Regions from separate parts of the Mus musculus genome. Here all the other regions are linked to region 1. Evidence: chromatin contacts called from public Hi-C, HiCAR-type, HiChIP or PLAC-seq and promoter capture Hi-C data. All regions are on one chromosome and are shown on one strand. Each heading gives the region's core, a stretch centred on a gene start, on an enhancer-like site or on the middle of the called end of the contact. The rest is flanking DNA. Distances are from core to core; before and after follow the strand shown. Region 1 holds the start of Irs1 (insulin receptor substrate 1). Region 2 holds the start of Cul3 (cullin 3). Region 3 has its middle 9.8 kb from the start of Gm38673. Region 4 overlaps Dock10 (dedicator of cytokinesis 10). Region 5 overlaps Dock10 (dedicator of cytokinesis 10). Region 6 holds the start of Dock10 (dedicator of cytokinesis 10). Region 7 holds the start of Nyap2 (neuronal tyrosine-phophorylated phosphoinositide 3-kinase adaptor 2).

Region 1 (3,383 bases), core at 469-2,968:
TCATCGCTCATGGCCCTCATTGCCTCTAGAATGGTCTCATGCATGTTCTGGGCCACCACGGAGTCATCCACTTGCATCCAGAACTCGCCAGGCCCTGTCACAGCGGAACGCCCCACCTCGATGAAGAAGAAGTTCTCTGAGTGGCCACAGCGTCTGATATTCATCAGCTGCAGCACCACAGCGGCTGCCTCGGAGTTCAGCTTCACAAAGCTGATGGTCTTGCTGGTCAGGCAGAGGCGGTAGATGCCAATCAGGTTCTTTGTCTGACCCAGGCCCTTGGGTTTCAGGATAACCTGCCAGACCTCCTTGAACGCGGGTCCTGGACCCGTGTCATAGCTCAAGTCCTCCCCTGCCTCTCCAACGCCAGAGCTGCCGCTGCAGCTACCGCCGCAGCCTCCTCCAGCCCCGTCATGGTGGGCCTTTGCCCGATTATGCAGCTGCAGAAGAGCCTGGTACCAGCTGTCTTGCTCAGCCTCGCTATCCGCGGCAATGGCAAAGTGTTCGTCTCGGGTGTAGAGAGCCACCAGGTGCTTGTTCTTGGAGTCAGCCCGCTTGTTGATGTTGAAACAGCTCTCGAGGGGGATCGAGCGTTTGGGGGCGCTCGACTTGTGCCGCCACTTCTTCTCGTTCTCATAATACTCCAGGCGCGCTGGGCCCCCGGCCTCGCTGGCCGCCCGCAGCACGAAAAAGCGCTTATGCATACTCTTGGGCTTGCGCAGGTAGCCCACCTTGCGCACGTCTGAGAAGCCATCGGTATCCGGAGGGCTCGCCATGCTGCTGCGGAGCAGAGGGAGGTGTTGAAAAACTGGGTGAGGGGTGGCTTCTCAGTGCGGCCCCGCACATGCACTCCGGGCTGGAGGAAGCTCGCAGAAATTCTGACTCCAAAATTCACGCTGTTCCTGGAGCTGGGGAGGGGCAGCCGAAGGACGAGGTAACTGCGCCAAGGAAGATAGCCTGATCCGAGTTTAAGGGCGTTTCATGCCCAGAGGGAAGGGCAGTGGGTCTAGGGTGAGTGCAGCCGCAATCTTCCGAGGACTATGTCTCCCCCAGTCCCTGCAGCAGAGAAGGAGCTATGGTGCATCCCTTGCCGCCCCTGGTCGAGTCCGATGTAGGGAGGCAGCGATGGCCCGAGGAGTCCCCGCTTGGCTCTCTAGGCGCGCGCGCCTTCCCTCCCGAGTTCCCCTCTGGAAGTAGCGATTCCCGAGGCAAATTAAATATCCTTGGGCAGGGGGAGGCGGGCTGCCAAGTCCCAACGTTGCACCGGGTTCTCCCTCCTCCTTCTCCTCCTCCTCCTCTGCCTCCTCCCACCCTTCAACCGTCCCCGTCGCCACCAGCCGCCCAAATACCAGCTCAATCGCAGAGACCGCGGCGCTGCGGCTGTTGCTGCTGCTGCTGCTGCTGCTGCCGCCCGAGGACGCGTCCTCTGCAGCCCGCACTCGAGCCCATCTCGGCGGGCGGGGAAAGTGGCTTTTCCACGCGCAACGCTACTGGGCAGCTGGGGGAGCAGGGGACGGTCCAGAGGGACAGGCTCATCCCTGCCCCTAGCTCCAGTCCGCAAGGGAGGAGGGGAGGGGACGAGGGAGGGAGGCGGGGAGCGGGGGAGGTTTGGGAAGAGATCGGGGAAGACGCCCGGTCCTCCCGAGGCGCAGCCGCTGCAGTTACTTCTCTCCTCCTCCCTCCTTCTCCTCCCTCCTCCTCCTCCCTCCTCCTTCCTCCTCCTCGGAGAGTTGCCGAGAGCCCCAACCAAAACAAGCGGCGGCTGCGGCGGCTGGCACCGCGCGCTGGCCCTCTTCAGACCGCGCCGCCGTCTCACTCCAGAGGAGCAAAACACGTGACGGAGCCTCTGCGCTCAGCAGCCTGGCCGCCGCCGGGAGGCTCCAGCCCGGGTCTCTCTCCCTCTCCCTGCTCGCTCTACATTCCGGGCCGAGCCCGCCCCACGCCCGCCCCTCTCCACCCCCTGGCCGTGCCGCAGAGGCGCCCGCGCTGGCCCTTTGCTGCAGCGCTCGGGCAGCGCCCCTGCGTGGCCGGCAGAGCCCGGGGCGCTGTGTCTCCCACGCCCGTGCCACCCAGAGCGCCCCCGGCCCGTAGGAATCCCCGCGGCGGGAGGGCAGGCTTGTTTGGGTGGCTACCGGAAAGCAGGAGGGGAGTCTGGGAAAACGGGAGGGGGGGATCTGGGGAAGACGCAGGAGTGAGGGAGGGGGCAGTGAGAGGGGGGGTGCACTGCGGCTGCAGAGCCCCGAGAGGGTGGGGGCGCTGGGGCGGAGGGGACGCGGGTGACCTGCTAGCTCTCACCCAACAGGTAAAGGCGACCCCCGGGAGGCAGCTGGATGTCGGTGTCTGGGTGAGAGGCCCTGGTAGGGAGATCTACATTTTTGTAAGATTTTCTAAAGGACTTCTGAGCCAGTCTTCCACCTGGAATCTCCGGACGTACCGTGGTGAAGCACCTGGAAGAAACAGAGAGGGACGCCCAAGGGCAATGACTGTTGGCTAGGTTAGGGTCTCTCGGAATCGCGACCTGGGATCTCACACCTGGCACTATTAGCCGCTGATCACTAAGGAAATAAAATGTAAAAGTCACCATTTCTCTTCCTTCATGCAGGTGAAGAGGGATTCACACTTAAGGGTTAGTTAGTGCAAAAGGTGGGGGGCGGGGGCTGGAGGAAACCTGGCACCCCTTATCACATTCGTAAGTCTATTTGTGATTTTTTTTAAAGATGTAAAGGACCTTCAGAGAGTTCCTAAGTGTACACCCTTACTGTGTATATGTTAGCAGATGTTTGTTTCATAGTTTGCACGAGCATTAGACGACCCTATACACTTTTAACCTTGACCACAAGGATAAGTGGGAGACAAGGATAAGTGGCTAGGCTGCACAGGAAAATGGGTACTTCTTGATGAAAACGGGTCAGCAGCCTCTTTGCAAAGCCTATTTCTTAGTCTCACCACAAGCAGACGCTCCCCAAAGTTTTTTTTTTTCTTTTTCTTTTTAAGATGACCTATAAATCAAGCAGGGTGTCCCTGTCTAGCCCAACCGGCATTAAAGACCTACAAATGTGACGTTGCTCCCAGTGCTTAAAGCCATTCTACTCTAGCCATGGGCGGTTCTAGTTTTCCACCTCTTTTCCTAAGCCAGGAACCCTCTCAGCCTCCCGCTCTCCAGCACTGCAGGTTGTTTGCAGTGAGACGCAGCAGTAAAGGTGCTGGGCATGCTCAATCCACTAGACTGCCTGGCTTGGAGTAGGGGAGGAGCGGATGGGTAAAGGGGGCTGCGCGCCTCAGCATAATGCGGCTAGAGAGGCGGGGTGAGGTTCCTGGGGCAGCCTGCTGATTGGTGGAGTTGCCTGTCTTTCCTGTCTTGCACAGATGCGGTAAAGGGGAGAGAG
Region 2 (3,383 bases), core at 290-2,789, 2.0 Mb before region 1:
TCTGCATCGCTTGTACACTTCTTTGGGATGAGGAATTCAGAGGCCCTCAAGTTCTCCAAGGCAAAGTTACTTAACTCAGACAATACTATCGTGGTCTTTCATTCCTCACAGCAAAGGGTACTTCAGGAAAAGCCTGTTCAAAAAGTGATGACAAAGGCCCCCTTCCCCTCCCACACGACAGAATGCTTATGAGTCTTAGAAGGGAAAAACAACCTCCCTCCGTTTTACTTTTACAATTCTGCTCCACTGATGGCTTGTCTATTTGACATTTACCTGTCACTGTAGCGACACGAGCAAGTACGTCCAGTTTGTTACAACAGGACATTTTAATTGCCTGCCACTGGCTATCTGATCGAGGCATGACATCCAAAGTTACATACTACTCCATCTACTAAACACCGCAAGCCTATGACTCAACGTAACGCCAAGAGGAAAAGTTTCTGAAGAGCAAATGTTTGCTGTCGCTAAAAACGTACAAGGTAAAACAAGTCTGAGTGGCAACTATTCTTGGGGACCTCCTTGACTAAGACACGGAAAAGCTGTGCCTGGCCCTCCAAGAAGTGGAGGGGCGATTCTGAACCGGAGTGGGTCAAGCGCTTAGGAAGCTTTGCAGGATCAAGGATGCTATAAATACTATGCTCCTAGTGTTTTGCCAGTGGGCATTTCTAGCATCTCTGTCAGTGAGTGGGGCAGTGGGATGGCAAGACCGCCCCTGACTACGGAGTCGAGCAGAGGTGGACAGTCCTCCCCACCGCCGTAAAAGCCGAGCCGGCTCCTTCTGGAAACCGCACGCTAAAAGTTACACACACGCCCCACGCGACGGGTGCGGCGGCCACAGCGCGCATCCCCTCAGGGCCGCGGCCCCCGAGGCCCGAGCGAAGGAGGCCCCGGGGCGGCCGGGGCGCGGGGAACGGCCCCGGAGGTGGCCGACCCGGCCCCGCGCCGCCCCGTTGCCGGGAAGCCTCGCGCTCCGCCACCGGCGGCGGCCGTGGGGGGAGGGGAGGCCGGCTGCGGCCTGTTGGCGGAGTTCAGCCCCGGCCTCGCGTGCGGCTCCGGGCCGCGGCTCCCGGTCCCGGGCGCCGAGGACCGACTCACCGGAAAGGCCCGGATCCGCATCTTGGTGTCCTTCCGGCTGCCCGTGCCTTTGCTCAGATTCGACATGGTGCTCGGCCCCTCCCCGGCGGCGGCGCTGACGGCGGCGGCGGCTGCGGCTCGCACTCGGAGGCGCCGGTGTCACATTGAAGGCGGGAGGGCAGCCGCGGGGCTCGGCGGGGGGCGGCGGCGCGGCCCCCGGGCTGGGCTGGGCGGCGGGCCGGCCCCTGGGCGGCCGCGGCGGCGGGGGCGGCGGCTCGGGCTCGGGCGGCTCGGGCTCGGCCGGGGGCTGCGCTGGCGCGGCGGCTCCGCGGGCTTCCCCTCGCGCCGGGCTCGGCTCCCTTTATCGCGCTCCTCCGCGATGGCGGCGGCGGCGGCGACGGACAAACATCTCACTGCGCAGGCCGAACGTCCTCCTCCTCCTTCTCCTCCTCCGCCTCAGCGAGACGAGATCCGGCCCAGAGGGTGGAGGGGGGAGGAGGGAGGGAGGAGAGCGGAGAGTGGAGAGATGGGGGAGGGGGCGGGAGGACGGGAGGGGAGGCGGGAGGCCGCGGCGGGCACGTCAGATCTCGCGAGATCGGGGCGGGCGCGCGGTCGGGGGCGGGGTGGGGCGAAGCCCGGGAAGGGAGGGCGCAGGGAGAAGTGGGGTCTGAACGTGGTGGGGAGGGGGGAGAGGGGTGGATTAAGGAATGGGCGTAGTCAGCGCCCTGGGGGGCGGGGCCTGGTGCAGGAGACGTAGGCTGCGTTTTCAAAAGAGGAGCGTCGGAGACCCCAGTAGGCTGAGGTGGCTTCTGATTGGTGGAGCGCGAAGGTGGTGGGTCACGTGGGTAGTGGGCGGGGGAATTTCCGGAAGGGGGAGAGGGGAGTGTTGTGTTGTGGGCTGGCGGGGCTGAGCTTGGCCCTAGTAGGTAGGTAGTCCTGGGAAAGGGCGTGGGGTGCGAGGAGGAAGGTTCTACGTCCTAGAACTGCTCCTGTGTTTTTCTAGGGCACGTGGCCTAGGGATGGGTACTTGAGCCCAGCCAGAAACTTGAAAGCAGGGTTTGTGCTTGAGTTACCTGCAGACTGCGAAACCAGTGTCCTGTTTTTAGCTAGGTGTTGCAGCGCCTCAGAATCAACCCGGCCTTCTTACACTGTACAAGCTCCTGGGTTTGTTCATTAGTTGATACCTTCTGGAGGATCCAGAGCCCACTAATGTTAAAACCCGGTTTTTGTTTGTGCCGAAATAAAACAAATGCCTAATATACTACAATATTGTGTTAAACATACGACCATTTCCAAGAACAGTATAGATCATTAAAACCAAAAGCACTGTGAAATTAAGTTTGCTGTAGGTTTGGAGACATTTTTCTATTTGTTCGGGGACTCTTATCCTATAGTCGAAATGTCCAATTCGACTGCTTTTGGCTTCTAATTCAGTATGAATCCTACATCTACCTTGCATACTTGCTCATTTGCTGTTTCCAACGCCCCTGGGAAATCTGAGATTCTCCCAGTTTTGGATCTTCCCATTTTGAGTGAACTGTTGTTGGGATTAGCACCTACAATTGAAATTGGTGGCCCATGACCTTAATCCCAGCATTTGGGAAGCAGAGGCAGGTGGATTTCTGAGTTCGAGGCCAGCCTGGTCTACAGAGTGAGTTCCAGGACAGCCAGGGCTACACAGAGAAACCCTGTCTTGAACACCCTTCACACACCCCCGCCCTCCAAAAGGGAAAACTTGATAAAGCTTGTTTATTTATGGTTGAATTGACCCTAAATTATTTGTAATGACTAAGCTTAGAGAGTTAAGCTAAAAATAAAATATCAAGAATGGGTTAAGTAAAACAAGGAAGGGCTCTGATGAATATAGTGAGTGATGCATAGTTGTTTATAACTAGTATGCTAATTGATTGCCATTTCCATAATTATCAGGATATAAAACCTTTTTCTATTGGCTGTCCTATCATATGGCTCTATTTCTTATTACAATATACATTTTAAGCCATTGGCTTTAATCTAAGCTCTGCCACTTTATCAGCTTTCCCGAAAGAACTGCATGTTCTCTCTCATGAGAAAAAGCCAATAGTATTTGTAATATGCAGTCAAAGATGCATGTGGGTATGGAGAAAGAAGCAACCCTGGATATAAGAATATCAGGAAGGACTGACTTGACTGCAGGTAATGCACACAGTTATGAAGGAGGATTTAAAAATCTTATTTTTAGTTATAATGCTGTCATGGATCTTGTTTTGGTTTTTTTGTTTTGTTTTGTTTTTTGTTTTGTTGCTTTTGGTGGTGAATAAGTGCGTGAA
Region 3 (3,383 bases), core at 544-3,043, 1.9 Mb before region 1:
AGAAACGAGAAGTCTTTTGAGACTTCTCAGGCTAGCAAAAAGCTTCTAGAGGGTTAAAGGAAAAGGCAGCAAGTGCTGTAACTTTCTGCTTCTATGCAAAGGAGAGAATTGGCTGCGGGATAATGAGAGAGAGTTATTCTGAAAATCACTCTTGTGAAAGTCTACTTACTTTTAATGGCAAGTCTTTACTTTGCCAGAAGAAAGGAGTGCCATATTAGGGGAGAGAACACAGGGACTTTAATTATTAAGTTAAACAATAAACTCTTTAAATTACCTTCATTTCCAAAGGATTCAACAATCCTATTAGTTGAATAATAAATAAGTAAATAAAACCCGAAAAACAATTGGAAAACGATTATACAACAGGAAAAAGATCAGTGAAGACTTAGCACCCTGGGGCCTCGGCAATATAATTAAAAACAGCATTAAAAAAAAATAACTTGCCTTAGAAAGCAAGAAGAGCATCGAGGCTGATGCCCTGTTTTCTAGACCCTTTTAGACCCAGCATGCATCAGTAGGGTTTGTACAAGTGCTATATTTTCCCCCTGCATTTGTTAAAACATGTATGCTTTTCTTTGTAAGGGGGAATTTTGGGGAAGATGAAGAAATGTAGTAATAGTTAAATGACTATCATTTATTAACATCCTCTCTCTCCTCCTTTCCTCTCTTTTCTTCCCCCTCTCTCTCCTTCCTCGCCCCCCCCCCCACCTCTCTGTGTCTCTGTCTCTATATCTCTCCCTGTTTCCCTCCCTTGTATCAGGATCTCTACATAGTCCTGGCCGACTAGAAGTCTCGCTGTAGAACAGACTAGCCCCATATCACATAGATCTGCTTCCTTAGTGCTAGAATTAAAGGTCTGCACTACCTCGTTCATCCCAGTCTTTGATTTCTAGTGTGCAGACCTTCACACATGCTGGGCAAGAACTCTACCACTGAGCTACATTCTCTGCTCCGAGTAGGGCTTAAAAACGCCAGACACACTGCTAAATAAGCTAGATACTACTTCCTTAAAATTTGAGTGTAGCTTTGAAAGGTGTGCACTCACCATGGGCTGAACTATGTTCCTCTAAAATCCATATGGCCTCATTTACCATTCAGGACTCCCAAGTATTCCCTTATTTGGAAGTGAGATTGCTACAAGTGAAATTAATTATAATGAAGTCTTAAAGTAGGATGGATCCATGCGTGGATATGATTGCTGCCCCCAGAAGAGAAAGAATTTAGATGTAGCCACTGAGGACAATACGATGGCAAGGTGAAGACAGAGATTCACACTCCAAGGGATGACAAAGGTTGCAGGTGAACTCCTGGAGTCTGGGAGAGGGGCTTGGAACAGACATTCTTAGCCTTAAGAAAGAAACCCCTCTTCTTACTCCTTGCTCAAGGACCTCAATGATGTGTTAGTACATTTCTGTTGTCTCAGTGGTCCACCTTGTGACTGAGTCATGGCAGCCAGAGTATACCAGTAAGGTACTATCATGATTTATAGATACTGATTCTAAGCTCAGAGATAAACATTTCAAAAGTCAAACATTAACTAGATGTGGAAAACACTGTGTTTTCAAAGCTCTCCGTTATTTCCTAACACCTAGCTCAAGGACCACTCACATAAGAAGCACTGGGAATTGTTGAATGTGAAAGAAAATCCAGCGACCCGCTCCAGAAATAATGAGCACGTATCCGAGAGAAATATGGAAGAAATGTAAAGTCTAAATAAATACTCTTAATACTTACTTTGTGCAGAATTATTGGATGCCTCGGCCACCTCATCTTGACCTCCTGAGGCAGGGATGAGTCATCAGCTAGAAGCTGGCCAAGTTTTTAATCTGTTTTTAACTTTCATAAAGATAAAGTGGCGGCATTCAGGCAGACCCAGTGTACCTCCGAGGATCAAATCAAATGCCTTAACACTGAAGTTAAAGTTGTAAAGGGTTTGTGGGCAGTGGCGGGTGATGCCTTATGTCATTTTATTGGGATTATGGAAGAAGCTATACTTCAATGCAAATTCTACCTACTTTTCCTCAAGGAGAAGCTACCAGGTTCTCAGTGGTTTTGCTCTGGAAAGATTTGCTCTCTTTTACTCGCTGTCTGTCTTACTGTGTGGGGAATTCCCACACAGCAAAACAGATCCTATATGAGATACATGACAATTGACTATGAGGAACTGGCTCATGCAGTTTTGGTGGTCAAGTCTTGTGGTCTACTGTCTGAGAGCTGCAGGCCCAGGGAGGGTGGGCTGAGTTGTTTTCTGTTGGCCACACTCTGCGTCTCTTAGGCAAGCTTTGCAACCGTGGAGTGTTTCTCATTATCTGTTATGGGGACTTGAGCGTTCTGGTTCTGTAGTCATAAACAAATATGGTGTTACACTCAGTTTTTGTTCTGAGTATCAAAAGAGGCAAGTTATATAAAAAGTTCCTCACTTAGGTTATCAGAACCAGCATTGACTCAGGAGAAGAAACACTGTAGGTCTATTGGACTTCCAGTCACACTGTGGACAATCTCAAGCAGATACCTTTCCCAGTTAGGACACATGACACAATTGGCTCTTCAGGATAACTCTAGGTCATTTTTTTAAAAGTGCGATTTCTTTTTTTTTTTTCAAAGATTTATTTATTTATTTATTTATTTATTTAATGTATATGAGTACACACTGTTGCTGTACAGATAGTTAGTTGTGAGCCTTCATGTGGTTGTTGGGAATTGAATTTAGGATCTCTGCTTGCTCTGGTCAACCACGCTCGCTCAGTCCCTGCTCACTCTGGCCCAAAGATTTAAAAAAATGTGATTTCTTAACACTTCGAAATGCTTCATGTGAACTAAATGTAAGTGATGATTACAAAATAGGCTGTCAACACATTCACTTGGATTTTAATCCCAGGTCTGCCATAGTTTTTCTTATTACAGACCTCAGGATCCTACTTAAGGGACAGGAGCACTGTAGAGTGTTCCAGTCTGGACCTTGGATTAAGCAGAGAGCACATCCAAACACCAAATTTCAGCTCAACCCAAATGCAAAGGGGTCCTTTATTCAGCGAGGCAGAGACAAGATGGCTGAATTAGGCAGAAACAGCAGAAAAAAGCTTTGCAGAACTGAAGGGGTTTGGAGCCCCATAGGGGGAACAACAATATGAATTAACCAGTACCCCCAGAGCTCCCTGGGACTAAACCACCAACCAAAGAATACACATGGTGGGACTCATGGCTCCAGCTGCATATGTAGCAGAGGATGGCCTAGTTGGTCATCAATGGGAGGAAAGGCCCTAGGTCCTGTGAAGGCTCTATGCCCCAGTATAGGTGAATGCCAGGGCCAGGAAGCAGGAGTGGGTGGGTTGGTGAGCAGGGGGAGAGGGGAGGGGATAGGGGGTTTTCTGAGGGGAAACTAG
Region 4 (3,383 bases), core at 285-2,784, 1.7 Mb before region 1:
CATTTCTTCCCTCAAGTTTGTTTGTGTCAGTCTCTCTGTGAATACTAATAACTCTGTCTAGACTGAGCCTTGAGGATTCTTGTTTAGAGGTCAGTGGCCCAGGCATGACTTTGGCAAGACAGTTCACAGATATACAGGGCTACCTGCTTTGTTTTCAGAAAGTATTAAAAATGAAGGTTATGTGTTTGTTTTCTATAACATAAAAAATACAACAGTCATATTGTTAAACAAAAAAAGAGTCGATATTTTTTTCTCATTTCCCAAAATGATGACCTTAGTTCCTTATTTTTACTTTCATTTATTAAATTACAGCCGTTCTAAGATAGTCCTTAAGGCCTGTGGGAGTAGCATGATTCCAAACAAGGCTCAGAGTGACACAACAAACTTATTGTCCTCTTAGGATCACTGCTTAGCTGGTTAAAAAGAGTGGGTACCTAATTGGTTTAGCAGGTTAAGAAACAAAACAGTGAGTTTCAGGAGCTGGGTTCAGTATGAAAGCATAATCACTCACATGGCTATTGCATTAATGACCCAGCATCATGAAGATAGACAAATATGTAAGTTAATATCTATGTGTAACTCATGAGGCTAGAAGTCACTCCTGTAGAGTTAGGCAACCCACCTCATCATGTATACAATGCATTGGAAGATTTCTGATGATCTATCATCAAGAAACGATGCTGAACCCCTATTAAATAAGACCATTGTAGTAGAGCCATGCTCATGAAACCCTGTGATAAATCTAGAACATTATTTTGCAACTTCTGTGTATGCTAAATACCCTGTACCACACATGCATGGCATAAGAATGGCAATGTGCTTATGCATGTGTGCACATGCTGTAACATGCTAACTATCTCAGTAGAACACTGGAACATTTGTCTGAAACAACTAATAGGCCATGAGGTTAAATCTTTCAAAACTTTGGTCCCTTCCCATTTATTTTATATTTGTTTAAAATGATTGTGGTAGAGCATAAGTAACTTGTTCAAAATAGAAGGTTAAAGAGTTCTACTTGCTAAGGGTATTAATACATTTAAAAAGAATTTCCTTTCTGAGAAGTCTGTGCTTTCAGACCACTACAAATTGCCTTGGCCACAACAGACTTCCTGTTCTCTTTAATACAGCTCTGTTCCACAATTGGTATAGTTCAGTAGCATGGAACAGATCTCAGACAGCACTGGCCCTTGGCCGAGCTCCTCATCTGGTGGCAAGCATTTTATAAGGGCTGTATTGTCAGGCACTTGGAAAGGAACACTCTTCTGAACTGATGGCCTCAAGCCTGTGTTTGCAGTGTTAGGCCCACGATGTTCAGTGTCTTTGACTGCAGCCCTGTTACTTTCTAGTTCCTTCTGTGCTGTACTGAGGAGTTTCTGTGGTTTTCTTGCAGAAGCCATTCTGCTGGTTAAAACGATTCTAGACTTCAGGCTAAGTGCACAAGGGCCATTTCTCAGTTGGCTAAATGCCACTGCTAAGTCTGGAGTGGATTGCTTTTACTACCCTAGGGCTGAGAAGGCTCGCTATGTTAGTACCCATGGTATGTTGTTCCAGCTGTTACAGGCAAGGACAAAAAAAGATGGCTGGTTAAGGTAATCCATCCGTCCTAACTGAGGTGTGAGCAGCTCCACAGTGAACAAGTAACTCATGCTTAAGGTCCGTCCTGGTTTAATTGTGAACTGAAAAGGAAATGCCACATAATTTAGGAGGTTAAGACACCAATGTTGAGAGCTATTGGAGAAGACACATTTACTGTACTTGCTTTATAAACACATTTTACCACATTCAGAAAGCAACACCACCATTGTGTTTTTTCCCCTCATTTATTGCTAACTATGTGAGAGAATGTCTCTTAAATAACTTCACTGTGCTCTAAAGGGAGTTCCTTCTAGTTCTGACTAAGCCATAGACTTTAGGTTGCATAACCTGTGAAGAACCATCCATAAGTAGTGTGCTATCATGGTCGGATCTGGGTAGCTGCCCTTTCTGTCAATGAATTATTTTTGAGCATTGAATTTTTTTTTTTTTGAGAACTGCACAACTGTACATTCTGCATAAGGAAAGATGAGAGCAGTGACAATAACAAACGCTCCATCAGCATCAAGGCCTGTGCTTCACCAGCATGCCTCCTGACCAGTTAGATCCAGGGCGGCAGGCAAAGCCCACCACGTGGGATGCCGAGGAAGAAGCACGGTGGCTCTGATTCCCTCAGAAGGGCACTATGCTGATATAGCAGCCTGGTCACCATGGCCGACTCTCTATGCTTTTTCCCACAGTGCAGCCCACAACCCTTCTTCCATAATGGTGTGGGGCCCATGGAGGTTCTTTGTGTTTGTCTTTCTCCTTTCAAGAAATCCTCAACTTATTCTCTGTAGATCTCAGGTTTCAAGTAGCTACCAGTTTCTTAATAAATAAACAGAAAAATAAACAAACAAAACAGAACAAACTACAGTTCACCCAAAACTCTTCTCTTTCTTAAACTCTATAACTCATTTTTTGTGTCATACAGAAAGTCAGGACATCAGATATTTTAAATCCCAAGACCGTATATTTGATTGATTCATCCTTTTTTTTTTTTTTTTTTTTTTTTTTTTTGGTTTTCTGAGTCAGAGTTTCTCTGTGTAGCCCTGGCTGTCCTGGAACTCCCTCTGTAGACCAGGCTGGCCTCAAATCATCCATTCATTTTAAGTGAGTTTTTATTGTGTATAAGCAGGCATGGGGGTTGATCTGGATCACCAGCTTCATAGGATTTCCAAGTGTCTGTAAATCCATGAGGGTTTATTGAGATAAACCTGCTTCTGGGTCTACCTGACCTGTGAAGGCTTTTCTAGATTAGTTTAATTGAGGAAGGAATATCACCTTAATTATCGGTGGTACCTTCTGATGGGCTTTGGTTTCTAGAGTGAATAGAAAGGAGAAAGCAAGCTGAGTACTGGCAGTACTCTGTACTTCCTGACTGTGGATGCAGGGTGACCTGTAGGCCTCAAGCTCCTGCTACCAGGACTTCTCCACCATATGAACTGTACCCTCAAACTGTGAGCCAACATATACACTTCCTCCTAGAAGTGGCTTTGTTGGGTATTTTGTTGTAGCGATGAGATCAGTGACTAATAAAGCAGATGTCATAGAATCTGCTTTGGGGATAAATTATAAAAAGTAATGCAGTCAAGGCCTGCAGAGATGGCTCAGTGATTAAGAGCACTGGCTGCTCTTGCAGAGGCCTCAGATTCGATTCCAAGCACACACATGGCAGCTCACAATGGTCTGTAACTCCAGTTTCAGGGGATCGGATGCCCTCTTTTGGATACTGCATGTATGTGATGCACAAACATACATGTATACAAAACACAAATACACACAGAATAAAATTAAATAGATAAAATGCA
Region 5 (3,383 bases), core at 330-2,829, 1.6 Mb before region 1:
CTATGCCCGGGCTCAGGTCACTTTGTTTTGTTCTATGATTTTCATCTCAGGAGACCAATTTGGGGTGACTCTTATATTAAGACTACTTCATGCAGGTTTGCTTACAGAAAAAAAAACACAGCTACATCAAAATACTTAATAATAGTAACAATAGCTACTATCATAATGAGTTTACCATACATGGTCAATGTCATGGGCTATGATACACATTAAAACTGTCTCTCATTGAGAACGTATCTTAATTCTAGAAGAGATCATCACAGTTGAGCATTTTTCTCCAAACAGATGATCCATGGAGTCTGAAAACTGTGCAACCTAACCAGTAAATTGATGGAGGGGTTGGAATTTCAGTCCAGTTCACCTTGAAGACTCTGTCAACAATTGGGATTTTCAAAGGCCAAAATGTCAAAATTTATTTTCCTGTCGGAAAGATTCTAGAATAGATCTATAATTTTGGGTACTATTGCTGCTCACTTAGCAATTTTTTTTTAAAACAGTGTAGAGAATTAGAGGTCTGAACAGTGGCAAGAGGCCACTGGGTCCCTCAGGAAAGAGATTGTCAGGAATAGAAGACAAGAAATTATTTCTAGGAGTGCAAAGAAGAGAAGAGACAATGAAAATGTAGACTCAGGATTTCTGCAGTGAAGACGGATAATACCATGAAGAGCCACATTAGAAATTGCCACTAAGTGAGGGAATCTTGTATGTGTGTGTATGTATGGAGTATGGACATGCCCATGTAGGTATGTATATGTAAGCATGAGGGTGTGTGTGTGTGTGTGTGTGTGTGTGTGTGTGTGTGTGTTTGAGTACACAAGTACACACATACATTTGGAGGCAAGTAGTCAATATCAGGTGTCTTCGTCAACTGCTCTGTTTGAAAGAGTGTCTTTCCCTGAACCCCAAGGTCACCAAGCTGGCTCAATGAGCTCCAGTCTCTACTGCCACCATAACCTGGGTACTTACACTTACACGGTAAGCACTTTACTCGCTGAGGCATATGCCCAGCCCTTAAGGGAATCTTAAAAAAATTTTTTTCATATGATGAAGGATGTGGGATCATGACCTTGCTTCCCATGTGCTATGACCCCTCTCCTCTAACAAATGCCCATAGCGCACTCCAATAGACAGGAGCTTCTTTCCTGCATTATTTCTTGTCTTTCCCACAACAGTCAACCTTGAGGAAATGCTATTTATCCTGTTATGTTAATAGGCTCCCCTCCCAATCAATTCGGAGCCAGCCCTTCTGCAGCTCCCTGGCACCTATTTACCTTCCCTATTTCTGCCATCTATTTAGATTCCTCTATTTTGCCTTCACATACGCTCTTAGGTTGCATCAAGTTTCAAAGCACACTTCTCCTTTTTTGTGTGTGGACTGACTGAGTTCAGAAGTCCTGATCACTCCTGCTTCTTTGTTTTTTCTCAAAGTATCCTTTTGCAAATTTCATCCTGGCAATCCAGATTTGTTTTAATTCTGCTCCAGTCTCTTTACTTATTCGCCAAGCATCACCCTGTCCAATGATAGGGTGCTTGACTAATATGTGCAAGGCCTTGGGGTTGATCCCCAGTGCCACAAGAAAATGGAAGAAAAGCATTAGCACGTCTCTCCTGGGACTTCAGTTTGTACTTCCTTTTTGCTAACTAGCTCCTTACACAGAGGCCTAAATAGATTCCCCACTCTAATTGTTCCTTGCAATAAGCAGTAAGAGAAAAGGAGGGTCCATGACCAGGGAGGAGATGACTCACATTAGCCTACGAGTTATCCTTCGTAAGTACTCTAAAGCTCACCAGAATGAAAGCACAATAATGCAATGTACCATGATGAATGTAGGAAATCAGTGGATATCTCTCCAATTAGTGTCTTTGCCTATAGATTTCAGTTCCTAAAGTGCTCTCAGGCAACATTCCTAGGGAGAGGACAAACCGTCGTGCATACCCAAGCTATGCCAAACACTCAGAAATCATGCAGATTCATAATCCACAGGCCAGGAGCAATTTTAAAACAATAAATCATGGTTATTTTTAAAACTTCCACATTTGCTTCTGACTATACAGATGACAGACATAATAAGTGAAATTAATCATGAATTTGATCTTTCCAAATTAGACCATGAAACTGACAAAGGAAATGATAGTTTCATTAAGACTTCTTATATAGTAGATATCATATTAAGTAATCTTGATTAAAAGCTAAAAATAAACATACAAATGCAGCTTATGAGAAAATTATCAACCGAAGGGCAGCACACATACGATTCAAGGATGTAGGTTGACAGTGATGTTGCAATAAGTTTCATTTCTCCTGAACATTTCTCACAACACAGTACTGTCTAACCCAGTGGTTCTCAGCCCTCATGTTGGAACCTTTTAATAGAGTTCCTCAGTTTGTAGTGATCCCCCCAACACTATAAAATTATTTTCATTGCTACTTCATAATTGTATTTCTGCTACTGTTATGAATCATATTTTATATATCTAATATGCAGGATATCTGATATGTGACTCCTGTGAAAGGGTCCTTATCCCCCCAAGGGGTCATGACCCACAGGTACACTTCCTATGGTAACACAGACCCAAATATATGAAGTTGATTCTTGGTCAATGCATCTGGAAATTGTGAAAATAAGCTAATAATTTAAAAAATTAATTTAAAAAAATTTAAAAAATAATTTAAAAAATCCAATAGAGTCAATTACACAACTTTAACTAAATGTTGAAAGACGCAGAGTACACAAAAACTGAAAGGACACAGTTTGAAAAACATATAAGTCCTAGTTCTTCGTAAGTATTCTTGATTAATATGAAATTGAGCTAACTTTAAACTTGCCTCAGAGCAAAGATTGAATGTGGTGCCAATGCTCACATGATCATTACAAAGGAAAAAAATAAAAGAAAGAAAGAAATTGTGGAAATTACATCCAATTATCATCTTCCTTTCACTGTAATGTATAACAATAGTTAAGAGAATTTAAAGTCATCCCTTTTTTTTTCTTTTTTCTTTTTTTTTAAAATTCCCTAGCATGACATAAGTCTTCATGCAGGAATCCTGTCACTTGATTTGCGCCTTCTTTACCACCTCTTCAGGAGGCTCTGATGGCATTTACTGTTTCGAAGCTGAGATAAATGTTCAGTGGAAAGTTCCATTTGGGTGGGCTTCTACTAACCTGGGAATACACAGAAAAGGAGACGACTCATGCTTTTTGAGGCAAGCCCCACCTTATCCACACAGAATCTTGTGAACCTGGAGCACCAGTGAATCAACACATCCCAGATTTGTATTTACTGAGGAACCGTGTTACCAAACTTGCTTCTTAGATCATGACGGAAGCCCCTGTACCTCTGTGGCTTCAACTGAGTCACAGAGAGGAAGCCTGCACCACAGT
Region 6 (3,383 bases), core at 416-2,915, 1.5 Mb before region 1:
TTATGTGTGTCTGATTCTGTAATAGCTCCACCCGCTTTTCAGAATGGCCCGTTTTTGACAGTTTGTCTGTTCTTCCTTAAAAATATGCATACAGATATCAAAACCACAGGCTGGCACTGTCAAGGGATTAGGTAACAGTTGAATTGTCTCTGGCAGCTGCATATTGCAGCCAGTGGTGAGGGAAAGGGAAGGAAAGGGCAGCCTGGCTACCAGTTCTTTTCACACTCCAGGCTTCCCCATCCCCCACCCCCACCCCCCACCCTCTGTGCATTTGCTGCTCTGGTCCCTCTGCCAGGCAATTTGCTTCCGCTCTGTTCAGCTTCCCGACCTCTGGCTTTAAGAGAGGCTTCTGGCTGTGGGAACTGGCTCTGACCAGATCTGGCTCCCTCCTCTTCGGTGACTGGCAAAGGCAACACTTTGACACTCTTAAATAGGGTTGTTTAATTCCTAATGGTATTTACTGGCAAAAAAAAGGAAAATGAAACCCACAACGAGGATTCTGGTCCAACAAAGTCAGGCCAAGAGCTCCGTGGCTGAGCCCCACTCTTGCTGGAAGGCTACTCCCTACGGGCTACCCATTTCTACCACAGTTGATGTGCGCTCCCTGCTTGCTGCTTTCATCCCTTAGTGTGACACCTACTGGAATTTATGAATATCTCGTGATGCACGGGTATGATTTGGGCACCTGATGCTGGCTTTTGCCTCAGGGACTTCCCGCGGAAATCACCCAATACTTAGAAGGCATTTCGACAAGGAAGTAACCAGGGGAAACCTTCTGGAAGGAGATTCCCGTGAAATCGCTTCAAAACACACCAGAAGCCACTGGCTACTTAATAACCCACGTCCCCTTCATCCCAGTTTCCCCCAGCTCTTTCTGCAACAGTATAAAGTGGCTGGTTGGGTTCCAGCCTGTGGGGGGAGGGAGATCTGTGCAAATTGCAGATTTTCCTCACTAGATAGAAGGTGGGGGTTTCAGCTTTGGTCTGGCTGAAGAGCTAGCTCACTACATCTTTTCTAGGTTCCACGGGGAGGAGAGGGGCGCGCAGACTTGTGGATCTACAGGTTCCATCCATTTAGCTCCCCCCACCCCTTTATCCCGCCCCCACCCGCCGCCCCAGGTCCCTGTCACCCTGTCACCTTGAGCCAGACTGGATGCATTCCCGCCTCCTCCACCCCCCTTAAAACGTAGGCACACGCTCTCCCACGCAGCTGCTCATCTAAGCGTCCCGCGTTCCTAAAGTCCCCCAATGCGCCTCTGGTCCTTAATTCTTTGGTGACACTGCTTGGAGGAGGTGACTCCGGGGTCGCTCTGTGGGGGAGCGAATTCGGGGTGGAGGACAAGCTAGCTCCCGTGCAGGGGCTCACAGGGCTGGCGACAAGGCCTGTCTGGGGTCCCTGGGCAAGCCCCGCCGTGGCGCGAGGGACGCAGGGCACTCACCCGCTGCTGCTGACGGCTGCTGACGGCCACCGCGGCGGCAGACGCGGCGCTGTGCCGGAGCTCGGCCGCCTGTCCCGGTCTCAGCAGGCTCCGGGTGAACCTGCGGGTCCGCTCCCCGGCCATCGCGGGCCGTGCCGCTCGCGCCTCGGCCCCGGAGCGAGTGTGTCCCGCCGGTCCCCTGGCCGCGCCAGCCTGTTCTACCCACCCGCCGTTCAGGAAGCGGAACTCAGAGCCTTTCCCCCCCTCTTCCCCGCTCAACTCACAAGAGGCGGGTTTTTCTCGCGCGCACCCCCACTCTGCCCACCCCCTTCGCTCCCGCTCAAGCTCCGCGGCGACTTTGCAAACTCTGCGCCTCTCGGGCGGCGCGGCCAACTCTGCCTGGCTAGGGCGCATCTGCAGCGGGACGCGCGTGGGGGTGGCTCCACCCGCGCCGCCCACCCGCGACTCGGTACTGATGCCGGGCTGCCTCTGCTGGGACCTGCTTACCGCCCTATTCTCAATCCGATGCTCATAGAGGGTTGGGGATTTGGCGTTTTTTTGAGGATCAGACCTACATTCTGAGGTTAGGAAGTGGAGAAGGGTTGATCTTAGGTATCCTGTGCACCCTTGGAGGTGGGTCAGAGGTTTTATTAAGTAAGGATCCCTCTGGTGGCTGGGCCCCTTACTTTGAAGTCTCTAGGGGACCCAGATTCCTTACTTGGTCTTGGGATAGTCGGTGTGAATTCACACCTTCCGCCAATTTTTCCTCAACTGCGTCCCTACTCTATACCAGCTACACTGCTCTTGTAAATAAGACCATATAGGATGGTTTACCAAATGCCTCCTTAACTTTGCATACTAATTTGAATTAAAATCTAGTGTCTATCTGGGTAATGTAAGGGATTTCAGGGTGGAAATTAGGATGAATAAGAACTGCTGTTGGGTTACAGGGTAGGGTGAGTAGGACAGGGTGGGTGGTTCTTAGTCTATTTTTCTGCTTTCTTATCAAATCCCCCCCCACCCTTGCCTCGAGCTATCTGATTAAAGTATTCTAAAATTCTTATCTGGAGTCACATGCAGGGTGGTTCTCTGCCCAGTGTGGGTGGGTGAAAGACCAAGGCTCCTGGGAGAGCTGTGTGGACATTCTGGATTTCTTAAGGGCCTTTTTGTGGATCTGTGGCCTCTGGATTTTCTAAAGTTAAAAACATTTTTTTTAGCTTGTGGTGTGCCTGGTGTTTCTCACATAGTAGGCTAACAGGCTCTCTTTGAGGAAAATCTGGGTTACACACAGTGTGACTCTGTCTTAACTTTTTGACAAACTGTAACCATTTCCCCCCCTGTTTTAGAATACTGTCTGGTGTATAGTATAACTGAATAACTCATGATTATGCACGACTCTCAAAGGCTCAGGAAGTCTGAGGCAGTCAAAGACTTGAGTGCTGAGGCAGGAGGATGGCAAGAAAAGAAAAATGGTCTAGAAGCAAAGACTGTAGTAACAGAACATGAGTCATAGTGTGTCTTGGGTACAACAGTTCAGGTTTGAATTTATTTTGCTGTGTTGAAATACTCTGGCTAAAATCAACTTGAGGAAGAGAGGATGCATTGTGCTTAGATCTGGGTGCTTTCAGTTCCGTTCATCTTATCTTACTCAGTCAAGGTCCTGATGCTCAGGGGTAGTGATGCCCACAGTGGGCTGAGCCTTCCTATATCAATCATCAATCAAGACAATCTCTCACAGATATGGCCACAGGCCAACTTGATAGTGGCGGTTCTCCAACCGAGGGTCATTCCTCCTTCCCAGGAGACTCTCGGTTGTGTCAAGTTGAACATGAGCAGAGCAATACACTGAATAGCACATGCAACCATGTCTTCAACTGCATCATGTATCAGGAAATCACTTTTAGTTTTATTCTTGACACCAGTTTTACCCTCTCCAGCTCTGGGAGGTCACTACCATCCGCTGGTA
Region 7 (3,383 bases), core at 647-3,146, 1.2 Mb before region 1:
ATATGTAATATGATATATAATATGTAATATATCTACTTATATTAGGGATATATAGAATAATATTATGCATTGGATTTATTTTTCCCAAGTTTAACTTAAAAACAAATATATAAAATCAAAGGACAGTCCTAGTTATTATTTAAGTATTAGGAAGCTGACCTGAAGATTACTGCTTTTATAATTGGCTGGTGCATAAAGATATTTTCATAAGGAATTACTTATGAATTGATATATTTAATTCCAAAGAAAGCAACTTGCAAGCCGAAACTATTTCCAGTAAAAGTTAATGGGTGAAAGTGACCTGAAAATTGTAGAGACCACTGTGCAATAATATGGACATATTTTCTCACTAACTGGTATATTATTTCCATAGTAGTCCTCCCCCTCTTCTTTCTTTCTTAATTTCTTCCCATCCTTTCTTCATTCCTTTACTTCCTTTTTCTTCTTGTCTTATCATAATATACAATAAGATCCTGAAATCATCATATCCATACAACATATTTTTTAAAATATATTTTTGTCATTTACTCTGAGGAAACACAAGCTTAAAAACTGAATATGTCTGTCTGTCTGTCTGTCTGTCTGTCTCTCTCTCACACACACACACACACAAACACAAGTACATAAATATATTGTGTATGTGTGGGCAGAAGTATATACACACGTGTCAATCACAGTGCATAGCATAAGCTATATGCATAGATTCAGTGGAATATTAAGAAAAGAATCTAGAGTCTCTTTGGGGAAGTCAAGAAATACAATGACTTTAAATCATTTCTGCAGTGAGTCTAAAGGAGATCGGAGCACATATGCCGTAATCACTGTACATTTGATTTTGGTTAAAATGTTATAGTACAAGTGAGACCTTTGTTCTGTGTACGTGCCCTGTGCACGTTCCAAGTGGGCTAGTTTTATTCTCATGCCATGGGAGCAGGTGGCATGAAGCTGTTTTGATGAGGTTAAAAGGCTCCTCCCCCCATTCCGCAAGCAGCAGCCTGAAGTACGTCAGCAGTAATTGTGTGCATGGCTCTCCCGTGCAGGATGGGTGGAGGCAAAATTGATATCAAATAAGGGCATCAAACTGAGATCTGAGAGTTCCGTTTAAGTTGTTACTCGTTTTTATTAGCCCCACCAGAGTGAAAACCTTATAACTTAAATATCCTCCATACAAGAACAATAATTCTGATAGATTTCAATTTTTTTTTCTCCAAAAAGACTGATTTCGTGCTCTGTAGTGGATGTAAATGAAGAGGTTTCTTTATCCTCATTTTCTTTTATTATTGATAAATCAGACTTTAGTTCAATTAGATAAAAGAGAGAGGTTCTCTTGTTTGGACTTGAGGCCTTTAATGAGGATGGGAGCCCCTGGGGAGCCGAAATCGGTTCTGCTTTGGGGGTTTCTTGCCATTTCTTTAGTCCTTCTTTCCTTTCCAGTGGGCCTAGGGTGTGGGAACTATCCAAGGTGCTAGGATTCTGGCAGCTCTGCTGCTCAATGCAGGCAGATTGCAGAAGCTGAGATTACCGCTTATTTGAGAAGGTACGTTCTTTGTTTCAGAATCCCTGATTAATCAGCAGCAGCAGCAGCATCAACAGACTAAGGCAGCTGGAGAGAAGAGAGAAAGAGGGAGGGACGGAGGAACGGAGGGAGGGAGGGAGGGAAGGAGGGAGAGAGAGAGAGAGAGAGAGAGAGAGAGAGAGAGAGAGAGAGAGAGAGAGAGAACACACCAGAGCCAGCCAGCGCAAGCTGGTTGTCATGGGGGAGGGACGATGCTACCAGCCAGGCTTCTCCAAACCTTCTGTATGTATGCAAGGAGAAAGAGCATCTCTGGGGCTGAAAGGAGACATTTAGAGAGGATGTGTCTGATTTTTGTTTCCATTTATTTTTTTTCTTCACAGAACATGATCAAATGAGGTACCTTAGCCAGCTTGGTGACTGCTTCGGGTCTTGTAATCATCTGTGTAGCAAAGTGGGTAAAATCATTCAGTTTCGTCCCTGCTGGACCTGGAAGGAGAGGGGCTGTGCGCTCATCCCCACCCATTAGCTATGCCCTCTTTTCTCCGAATGTCGATTTAACGAAGCAAGCACCTGTCTTCTGCCACTGCCTCTTCCTTGCAAACTTTAAAAGGCATTTTATCCGATAGAAAGAACAACGAAAATGCTCTGATCTCTAGTGATGAAGAATCTTGGATTCGACACTTTTCACATCCAGATATAATGCACTTTAATTGAAGAAATACTGAACTGAACCTACAAGTCTCTTTCTTATGGTGCTGGATTACTCCTCCCGAACTGCCCCGAGACCAGCCCTGAGAGAGGGCTCTGACAGACCCAACTCACCTCCTGACTATTCCACTTAGTTCTCCCCCGGGGACTTAATTTTTGGTATGTATCTCATTTTTCAGATTCTATAAGCATGCTAATTGAATCTAGAACTAAGGAGAGGAGGCAATTGATTATGAAATGGGATGAATTTTAGTTAGGGATACTTAATGCTGAAGTTTGCATGTTTTATTAGGTGGAGCAGAAATAAAGCTGCAACACGGGCATCCACACTGTTAGTGAGCCCCTGGCTATTTTTAATCCCGTACCCACTTCGTGATTACCATGGAAATGGTAAATGGATTTTCATTAGTAAAATAAGCCATGTTGAATTATTAAAAGAATTGGAAGTATTTCCATGTCATTAATTACTATTCGCGTTGTGCTTGCTGCTATTTATCTTAATTCCATATCATAAATATTTTACAATAGGCTCAGTTCACTGGTGTCAGCAGTGAGAGCCCAGTTTTGCATTTTCAGAAAGAAAGATATGTACTCTACCAAAACATTTCCAAATTGCTAGATATACTTTGAAGGTGAAATTGCTTATTTCTGGCTGATTCCAAATAGACATTTTTTTCCAGAAAATGTGTTTAAATACAAGCCAATATCTGGAAGGTGTCCTTAGTCTTACCAAAATGTACATCTGCAGTAGAACTTTAGGTGGCCTTGCTTAACTTGGGACATGTACTTATTTCATTGAAATAACTCCAGTATAATTTTTCAATCTACCCAGGAGTATTTTCAATACTTGGAATATTGGCACATCTGGGAAAATATTGTATTTTAAAATGTTCATTTTTACTGAAGAATACTAAAGTTGTTTTTGTAGTAAAGTAGTACATTTACTTTTCTAAATGTAGTGAAAAATATAAAGGTATTTAATGGAAGAGATTAAAGGGTGTAATTATGATAAATTTAGTATCTATGAATTTATATTCAATTAGCAGAGAGTAATAAAATAGAGAGCAAGAACAAAAACTCAATCTCCTAAATTTTCATATTTTGGCTATGCTCCAATTCATTGATGTATTATAAAGCATCAACTTAACAAAGAGAAAAC

Evidence for each region. Promoter capture Hi-C pulls out the DNA fragments that hold promoters and counts their contacts. Hi-C and Micro-C count contacts between places; a contact is called where the count stands out from the background. HiCAR-type assays count read pairs that join an accessible place to other places. HiChIP or PLAC-seq counts read pairs in DNA pulled down with a chosen protein or histone mark.
Region 2: a HiCAR-type map of astrocytes shows a contact between it and region 1, with 6 times the contacts expected there. The contact joins the promoter of Cul3 here to the promoter of Irs1 in region 1. A contact is called at or near these places in 3 of 39 promoter capture datasets (cranial neural crest, hippocampal neurons and pre-B cells), 5 of 484 Hi-C or Micro-C datasets (cerebellar granule neurons, embryonic stem cells and uterus) and 4 of 115 datasets of contacts at active chromatin or transcription factors (astrocytes, embryonic stem cells, large pre-B cells and 1 more).
Region 3: an HNF4G HiChIP or PLAC-seq map of pancreatic cancer cells shows a contact between it and region 1. The contact joins the enhancer-like site here to the promoter of Irs1 in region 1. A contact is called at or near these places in 2 of 39 promoter capture datasets (hippocampal neurons and pre-B cells) and 4 of 115 datasets of contacts at active chromatin or transcription factors (astrocytes, embryonic forebrain, embryonic stem cells and 1 more).
Region 4: a contact with region 1 is called in a HiCAR-type map of astrocytes, with 4 times the contacts expected there. The contact joins the enhancer-like site here to the promoter of Irs1 in region 1. A contact is called at or near these places in 1 of 39 promoter capture datasets (hippocampal neurons) and 4 of 115 datasets of contacts at active chromatin or transcription factors (astrocytes, large pre-B cells, pancreatic cancer cells and 1 more).
Region 5: a promoter capture Hi-C map of hippocampal neurons shows a contact between it and region 1, with 9 times the contacts expected there. The contact joins the enhancer-like site here to the promoter of Irs1 in region 1. A contact is called at or near these places in 2 of 39 promoter capture datasets (hippocampal neurons and pre-B cells) and 1 of 115 datasets of contacts at active chromatin or transcription factors (large pre-B cells).
Region 6: a contact with region 1 is called in a HiCAR-type map of astrocytes, with 6 times the contacts expected there. The contact joins the promoter of Dock10 here to the promoter of Irs1 in region 1. A contact is called at or near these places in 3 of 39 promoter capture datasets (the C10 cell line, embryonic stem cells and pre-B cells), 4 of 484 Hi-C or Micro-C datasets (CD4 T cells and embryonic stem cells) and 5 of 115 datasets of contacts at active chromatin or transcription factors (astrocytes, embryonic forebrain, large pre-B cells and 2 more).
Region 7: a contact with region 1 is called in a Hi-C map of cerebral cortex, with 2.7 times the contacts expected there. The contact joins the promoter of Nyap2 here to the promoter of Irs1 in region 1. A contact is called at or near these places in 2 of 39 promoter capture datasets (liver and stem cell-derived epiblast-like cells), 1 of 484 Hi-C or Micro-C datasets (cerebral cortex) and 3 of 115 datasets of contacts at active chromatin or transcription factors (astrocytes, embryonic forebrain and forebrain).

What each region holds. Positions count from the first base shown.
Region 1 is chr1:82,289,721-82,293,103 of GRCm38.p6, forward strand. It overlaps Irs1 (insulin receptor substrate 1), which reads right to left and starts at 1,719. Exons shown (of 2, transcript NM_010570.4): 1 at 1-1,719. The coding sequence starts at 773.
Region 2 is chr1:80,339,151-80,342,533 of GRCm38.p6, forward strand. It overlaps Cul3 (cullin 3), which reads right to left and starts at 1,540. Exons shown (of 16, transcript NM_016716.5): 1 at 1,096-1,540. The coding sequence starts at 1,161. Gm39667 (a long non-coding RNA gene) reads left to right here and starts at 1,763. Exons shown (of 2, transcript XR_865570.2): 1 at 1,763-2,000; 2 at 2,078-3,383.
Region 3 is chr1:80,416,703-80,420,085 of GRCm38.p6, forward strand. No RefSeq gene overlaps it. Among named protein-coding and RNA genes, the nearest start is that of Gm38673, 9.8 kb to the right of the region's middle. Within about 2 kb of position 1,794, at least 53 of the 459 cell types and tissues checked have an H3K27ac peak or open chromatin away from gene starts, as enhancers often do. A contact at or near this core is called in pancreatic cancer cells, where this site is marked.
Region 4 is chr1:80,636,132-80,639,514 of GRCm38.p6, forward strand. The region is part of intron 2 of Dock10 (dedicator of cytokinesis 10); the gene reads right to left. Among named protein-coding and RNA genes, the nearest start is that of Dock10, 120 kb to the right of the region's middle. Within about 2 kb of position 1,535, at least 144 of the 459 cell types and tissues checked have an H3K27ac peak or open chromatin away from gene starts, as enhancers often do. A contact at or near this core is called in astrocytes, where this site is marked.
Region 5 is chr1:80,658,327-80,661,709 of GRCm38.p6, forward strand. All of the region lies in intron 1 of Dock10 (dedicator of cytokinesis 10), which reads right to left. Among named protein-coding and RNA genes, the nearest start is that of Dock10, 99 kb to the right of the region's middle. Within about 2 kb of position 1,580, at least 61 of the 459 cell types and tissues checked have an H3K27ac peak or open chromatin away from gene starts, as enhancers often do.
Region 6 is chr1:80,756,888-80,760,270 of GRCm38.p6, forward strand. Dock10 (dedicator of cytokinesis 10) reads right to left here and starts at 1,666. Exons shown (of 56, transcript NM_175291.4): 1 at 1,439-1,666. The coding sequence starts at 1,561.
Region 7 is chr1:81,075,511-81,078,893 of GRCm38.p6, forward strand. It overlaps Nyap2 (neuronal tyrosine-phophorylated phosphoinositide 3-kinase adaptor 2), which reads left to right and starts at 1,897. Exons shown (of 7, transcript NM_001356397.1): 1 at 1,897-2,383.